2 separate regions of the Capsicum annuum genome follow, and region 1 is linked to region 2. The links are chromatin contacts, called in public Hi-C maps. All regions are on one chromosome and are shown on one strand. The core of a region is the stretch at or near the end of the contact, and the rest is flanking DNA. Distances in the headings are between cores, read along the strand shown. Region 1 overlaps LOC107853221 (DCN1-like protein 4). Region 2 has its middle 22 kb from the start of LOC124900005.

Evidence for each region. Hi-C and Micro-C count contacts between places; a contact is called where the count stands out from the background.
Region 1: a Hi-C map of leaf shows a contact between it and region 2, with 4 times the contacts expected there. The contact joins two enhancer-like sites. A contact is called at or near these places in 2 of 5 Hi-C or Micro-C datasets (bud and leaf).

The regions. Positions count from the first base shown.
Region 1 is chr7:6,693,977-6,697,810 of UCD10Xv1.1, reverse strand. LOC107853221 (DCN1-like protein 4) reads left to right here. Exons shown (of 9, transcript XM_016698219.2): 9 at 550-932. The coding sequence ends at 645. Among protein-coding and RNA genes, the nearest start is that of LOC107853221, 16 kb to the left of the region's middle. Within about 2 kb of position 1,525, at least 1 of the 5 cell types and tissues checked has an H3K27ac peak or open chromatin away from gene starts, as enhancers often do. A contact at or near this core is called in leaf, where this site is marked.
Region 2 is chr7:6,618,828-6,622,711 of UCD10Xv1.1, reverse strand. No RefSeq gene overlaps it. Among protein-coding and RNA genes, the nearest start is that of LOC124900005, 22 kb to the right of the region's middle. Within about 2 kb of position 2,606, at least 4 of the 5 cell types and tissues checked have an H3K27ac peak or open chromatin away from gene starts, as enhancers often do. A contact at or near this core is called in leaf, where this site is marked.

The DNA.
Region 1 (3,834 bases), core at 276-2,775, 76 kb before region 2:
ATTTTCATTTTTGTCGGGCTCTCGTTCCCTTTTCTTCAATATGCATTATGACATTCTTCTTCCAGTTTTAGACTTGTGCTTCGTCAAACGCACTATATAAACACCACTCTCAAAATATGTAATTCAGGGTGATATGATTAGACGAGTGGGACCAAATTCTAACTTATGCCAAGCCTTGAGGACCATACAAATAATTATATTCCATATTGCCCACTTTTCGTCTACCCGAGTATTATGGGAATGATAATTTAGCAGAAACAAAAGATTTCATTTTACCTTTCTGGTTCTTGTCTCTTTTATTTCTATCGACTATCTTTTGCACTATGATCAGACACATGGGATCACCAGTAGCTGTACCTTTTGGTGAAGGTGGTTCAATTGAATCCCCTTAGCCGGAAATTTGCACTGTGGTAAAAGGGTAGAAGTAACAATTTTCTTGTATATATATAAAACTATTGAATCCCTTTGGCATAGGTTTATATCTTAGCTGCAACATTTTTACATTTTATTGAATCTCTTTTTTCTCAACGATCTTTGAGCTTTTTGCAGGTTAGCTTTCCAGGACTTGAAAACTATGACACCGATCAAGCATGGCCTGTGATTTTGGATAATTTTGTAGAGTGGATGAAAGAAAAGCAAAACTGATGTACGTGTGGATATGAGTTCTTGTAAATGGCTAACGAAAAGAATTTGAAGTGTGCGCGCAGTTTTTGCTTGCACGATTCATGACAGCTGCACTATTCAGTGTGGAGACTGGGTTTCTTTCTGCTACAGAACTTGCATGCTTGAGGAGGGGTTTAACACATGTGTCAAGGGGGGGGATACTAAGTTTTTTTTTCTTGAAAAACACTTGCAGAAACCTTTTCAATTTTTGTGTTTTTATTTCTTCAAAAGTTACAGACTAAATCTATGCTACACCTCTTTTTGGTCAACTTATTTCTTGATTTTGAAGTTTCACCAGTTACATAGTCATATGGATCATTTGATTTCTATTTGGTAAGTCATACTTGTGAATGGATGGAGTAAAAAGCAGCATCTTGAAGTGAAGCTAAATGTGTTTACAATCTTCCAATGTTTAATGTCAGCACATATGGACTTGTTACTTAAGTCGAAGGTTATCAGAAACAACCTTACCTCACTATGTTCACAAGATAGGGGTAAGGTTGCGTATGCACCATCTTCTCCAGATCCCATTGTGGGATTACATTATGTTGTTGTTGAGCACATATGGACTTGTTACTTGAGCCAAGACATGATAGGAGTAAGGCTGCGTATGCACCATCCTCCCTAGATCCCACTGTGGGATTAGGATAACATTGTTGTTGTTGAGCACATGTGGACTCCTCCCTTCCCGCTTTTCTATAGCATATCCTAGTGATGAGATTGAATTGAGATATGATCCAATAACCTTGTCTCATGCACAATTTCACAAAATTAGCCTTCATAGTATCCTAATTCAAGGCCTCAAGAGTTTTGGTCTAGTGATAAGAGCGTAGTGGTGGTGTGTGGGTTAGCGCGTGTCAGGGGTGTGTGGGTTGGCGCGTGTCGGGGTTTGAATGTTGCTGCATAGAAAAGCGTGATAAATAAGCGAAGAAAGGTAGAGGGATGGGTTCATCATCCATCGAGTTTTGAATCATCTCTTGGGGATTTCTTAGTTATCAAAGAAGAGTCAAAGGATGCTATTGGTAACCTCCACTCACATTGTTTGTCCCTTCTTATGTATGTTGTTCAGCATAGCCTTCATGAACCCCCCACAAAGCTAGAGATAAGGTCTGGTCTGGGTATATTCACTCTCCTAAATTTCTACGTGGAACCAAATTGAGTCGGTAAGGTCTGGTTTGGGTATATTCACTCTCCCAAATTTTCACGTGGAACCAAATTGAGTATGTTGTTGATGTAGCCTTCGAGAATTCCTTCGAAGAGGGGGTCAAATCTTGGAGCAAACTCCTTAAGCATTTTGGCAACCAATCAAAGTTACTAAAATTGGTTGAGATGCACAAAAACTGATTCGAATATAACAAAAAGAATTTCTCTTATTTTTTTTTGACAACTCTTTAGTTTTAAATTTCACATGATATGTTTAAGAACATGCACAAGATTATTCTATAAGTCCGTAGTTAAATAAGACTCCAAAAGATTCAAAACTTTATATCAAATTCAAATCAGACAAACAAATTAAAACGAACAAAGTAACATGCATAGATAGATTGATCATCAAAGTAGACTTATATATATTTATTTGAGCCTCATACAAATACAATGATATCAAAAAGTAATAAAAAACATAAAATTATTATTATTGAAGATTAATCATTTATTTGGGAGGACATGGCTTCATGCAGTAACATTCTTTGGTGTCACTACAAGTTCCAAATTGATAACCTTCACTTCTACATGCGTCTGTACACCAGTGAATGTGCTGCTTTTTTCTTGACAAATATTTGCTTCTGTCATGAAGAAAAAATAAATGTAAGAATTAATTAATATAATTAAATATATGTAAAGGATAATGATAAATTTAACTAGTTTTAGATTTTGTTGCATTCCACCACATTTCATGATGTTATTGATCTCAACTAGTTTTGATTTGAGACCAGTGTTGAGCTCCGACTAAATCTGAATTCATGCGTTGTAGTCTAGAGTCTCAAATCGAGATTTTTGATTAAAGATGAAGAAATTTCGAACTATTCATACCCAGCGTATTAATAATATATATATTTTTCTATCTTATTATTTTGTAAGTAAAAGTCTAAAGTGAACAGATGATATACCTGCATTGCCCATGAAACACAACACCAAAAGAAAATAATTTTAAACAAAGACAAAAAGTTTGCCCTTTTTTTTTTTTTTGGTTAAGATTTCTTCAAAATGTATATTTGATAATGAAAATGATGAAGAACCAAGCTGCTTATATAGCATTAAGAAATGATTCACTTGCTATAAGCTTTTTACTATCAAATGACTTTCCATCTTTTTAATTATGATCTTGAATAGTAAATCTTTTTACTATTTAATGACTTCCATCCTTTTAATTATGATTTGGAAAGTAAATCCTTTTATTGTTGAATGATTTTCCATCCTTTTAATTATGATCTTGGATAGTAAATTTTTTACTATTTGACTTTTCCATTCATTTACTATAATGATATTTAGTCAAACAACCTAAATCCCGACAGTCTGGAGGTTAATTAAAAAAAAATCTGATATTTTGCATAATTATTTTAAATCTCAATTTTGGATCTGTCGAAATACATGATTAGCTCCCGATACATCTAATGAAGATACATTTTTTTCTTTGTAAAGATACATAATTACCTCCTGATACATTTTTCTGATTTTAGGTCTGTCAAAATACATAATACATCCAACGAAAAGACATTTTTTTCCTTTGTAAAGATACATAATTAGCTCGCGATGCATTTTTTTCTATTTTGGGTCTGCCTAGATACATAATTAGCTCTCGATATATCCAATGAAGATACATAATTAGTTGAGATTTTTGTAATTACTTTGTAAGTGTAGGAATTTGTGTAAATATGATAAATTAAAGTGTATGTTTATGATATTTTTTCATGATATTTCACTTGTTGTGTTTGACTTGACATGCCCAATAAAAAACAATAAACAAAATGCTAATTGTATTATAGCATCCCTATAATGATAGTCATCTATCTAAATATTGGAAATGAATGATATTCAATAATAAGGATGATCGGATAAGTAAAAATATACATCTATTTTAATATAATCGACTATAAAAGTGAACAGAAAGAGTACTATTTATTTAATGAGGTTTCTTCCACTTTGCACCCAAATAGCTATATTTTCATTCAT
Region 2 (3,884 bases), core at 1,357-3,856:
AGCCCGCCTGAAGAATAGGGTGATAAAACTCGAGCCAAGAGTCAAGGAAAGCTTCATATATAGGATTTTCTAATTTCATTTATATGTTAACTTGTAATTTTTATTTTGATCTAATGACAGAGCCGCGGACCGGAACCTTGATGGAACCTCACTCGATTCTCCAACTCGGTATAGTCCATCTCCTTTCAATCTTTTGAGATACCTGTCACTTGACTCCCTCATAAATTGGGTAGGTAGGGTGTCCTAAGTCATGACTCGGTTGCCCTTCTTTCTTCTATTGCTTTCTTCGAATAATGATCGGGACAAAATTTTGTTTCTTTGTCCATTTCTTTGTATGAAAACACTTGGTGTTTACATTCAAAGGGGGCATGATGTAGACATATAATTTTGTCCCATCAAAAGTATTTCTTATTCCGATATCACACAATTTAACCCTATTTTTATATTTTTCCCAAGAAAATAAATAACCACCTCATCTTTTACTTATTTATGTATTTATTTTTGTTTTTATTTTATTTTATCCAAATAACAAGTCATAATAAATTTTGTCTCATTCTAATATTCCAACAACCTAGTCAAGCAAAAATGAACACCTAACCTCCACCCCTCCAATTAAAAAACAACACCTCACCTGTCACCTAATCACCCTATACCCCTACCCTTACCCTATCCCACGTGACCCCTCCCTTTTCATGGCCACAAACAAATACACAATAAACATAAAGACACCACCTCAAGGGGGGGCCATGGTAACAAAGAGTAGGGACACAGATCACTGAGGGTCTTCTTCATTATTGATATATACACCAATAGCTTCTAAGAAAAAATAGAGAAGCAAGGATAGGCACACACTACACCAGAGAGACTCGATCTTTTTCATCCCTATTTTTTCTTCTTGACAACAACACATACTATTCACTCTTCTTCTCCATCCATACACTCACAAACCAGTGAAAGAAAAAAAAAGAATGGGGATCATCTTCTTCTCTTCAAAGCACACACACCTCTTTAGATAGAGATAAAATTGAGGGGGTTCGAGATCAGTCGGAAGAGGAAGCAGTAAATCAGCGATTTTAGTATGTTTTGGGCGAGATCTTTGCTGTAACTTCATCCAACGTGTGTCGATTTGTCAGACCAGTCCTGAAATTGCTGAAACCTCTTCGTTTCTTATGACTTCCAAGCAAATCCGGCCTAAAAACATCGAAGCACGCCAACGTCCATCTTGACCCGCTGTTTCGGCTGTCACTGGAGCTCGTCGGAGCTCAGTCCGAGTTAGGTTTCAATTTCCTGTTAGGTGGTTGGAGTTTTTGGGTTCGTCTATTTCTTGGTTCATTGTCAATATCAAGTTTCGAGGTTTCGTGATCAAATTGCGTCATCGTTCGTGGTTGGGTTTCGTATAACGAAGTTTATCTCACTGGTTTTGAAGCTATCCGATTAGCTTTTCTCTATACTGAGTTGGATTTATCGCAATTGAGGTTTTCTATTTGAGATTCCAAGTGCGGATCTTCTTTAACATTATTATCAATGGAAATCAACCATCAAAAGGTCAAATTCTATTTGTTTCCTCTTCTACTTTATTGTTTACTATGCTTTGGTGTTTTTGGATTAAGTTTCGCGTGTTGCTTGATACTTGTTGGTGATGAGCACATGTTGTCTTGATTTGGAATTGGTTGCCTTGATCATGAGTTGTAAGTTGAAATGATATCTTGTTTGAAAAGTAAAATTGATTGTGTGGTGTTGGAATTGAGATATTGATAAAAAGGGTAAATTTAGATTAACTTTGGTTTATTTTTGTTTTGTTTAAATTCGGAATGTGCATAAATATTGTTGAAACGTGGTAGAATTATGATATATTGAAATAGATAGGCAAACGTAGGTTGGGTAGGCAAAGTTTAGAATTTGTGGTTTTGTTGAATGTTTGAAATTTGGGTGAATGGTTTGGTTTTCTCACATTGAAAAATTATACTCATTTGGCCGGGGAATGCCCCGAGGTATTTGTGTTGATTTATTCAGGAAATGTTCTGAAGTATTTTGTACTCGGAGGACGCCTGTGATGAAGGTCCAAGGCATCGGGTAAAACGTCAGAGCATAGTTTAGGATTAGTTTAGAATAGGATTTATATTTTTTCGCATTTTTCTATTTTTGTATTGTAATAATTGGACTGGACACTATAATTTTGGATTTATTTGTTTGATTGATTGGTTTGTATGTTTTTGTGTGGTTTATACACTCTTAGTGTCGAATTAGCCGATATGCTCCACCAAGCGACCGTGGTCGAACCACGGGATCGACTCGGTTAACAAAATTACTTAACCGGAATCTTTATTCGCAGATCAGTTTAAAAGAGTCAAAAATAGTTTTGAAAAAAGATTCCCAAAGGTGACTTGGCACACCCAATTATGTCAAGTAGCGACTCTGAGTTTAAAAGTAAATAATCTTTTTCGAAACAAATTCTCATCTTTTGTCACTTAATAATAAAATCCTTTTGAACTTTAAAATTAAAATCCTTTTGGGAGTTAAGAAAGGGGTGTGACAGGCGAAAGACAATGGATGATGAAATTGTCTCCATTGAAAAAAATAATATATGAGAGCTTGTTGATCTACCAGCTGGACACAAAATGATTGGAGTAAAATGGGTCTATAAAACTAAATTGAAGGAGAATGGGAGGATTGATAAGTACAAGGCACTGTTGGTAGCGTAAGGCTACAAACAAAAATTTGGAGTGGATTACAGAGAAGTTTTTGCTCCTGTTGTCAAACTTGATAAGATCAGATTGGTGATTGCATTAATTGCTCAAAATTCATGGCCCATCTATAAATTGGATGCGAAGTTTGCTTTTCTACATGGAGACTTACAAGAACAGGTATTTATTGAACAACCTCCTGGTTATGTTAAGATTGAGGAAAAGTATAAAGTTTGCATATCAAAGAAGGCTCTTTAGGGACTAAAACAAGCACCTAGAGCTTGGTATAGTCGTATAGATGCGTACTTTCAAAATGAGGGCTTTCAAAAATGTCCATATGAGCATACTCTCTATACTAAGTGTGAAGATGGAGATAAAATGTTGATTGTGTGCTTATATGTAGATGATTTGATTTATACGAGAAATGATATAGTGATGTTTGAAAAGTTAAAAGGTATATGATGCTTGAGTTTGATATGTCTGATCTTAGAATATCGCATTACTTTCTTGGCATAGAAATAGTGCAATCAGATGATGGAATATTTCTTTCTCAAAAGAAGTATGTGCGAGAAACTTTAGACAGGTTTTAGATAAGCAATTGCAATCCTGTCACTTCATTATCAGAAGTTGGCTTGAAGCTTACAAAGGCTATTGAAGGAAAAAGGATCAATTACACCCTTTTTCAAACAAATTATGGGAAGTCTGATGTATATGATAGCAATGAGGCCAGATATCACACATGTCGTAGGTCTCATTAGCAAATTCATAGAGAACCCAAAAGAATTACATTTATTGGCTGTAAAAAGGATCTTTCGATACTTAAAAGGTATTGTGGATTTTGGATTGCTCAACAAAAAGGGTGAAAATATTGATCTGATTGGGTTTTTGATAGTGATTATGCTGGAGACCTGGATGATCGGAAAAGTACTTCAGCCTATGTGTTTATGATGAGTTTAGATGCAGTCTCATAGTCATCAAAGAAGCAACCAATCGTTACTTTGTCAATAACTGAAGCTGAATTTGTTGCTGCTACTACATGTGCCTCGCAAGCCATTTGGCTAAGAAATATTCTTACAGGGCTAAATTTCAAGCAACAAAAAGCAACAACAATTTATTGCGACAACAGTTCTACTATAAATTTGTCCAAAAATTCAGTTTTTCATTGGAGAAGCAGGCATATTGATGTAAGGTTTCATTTTT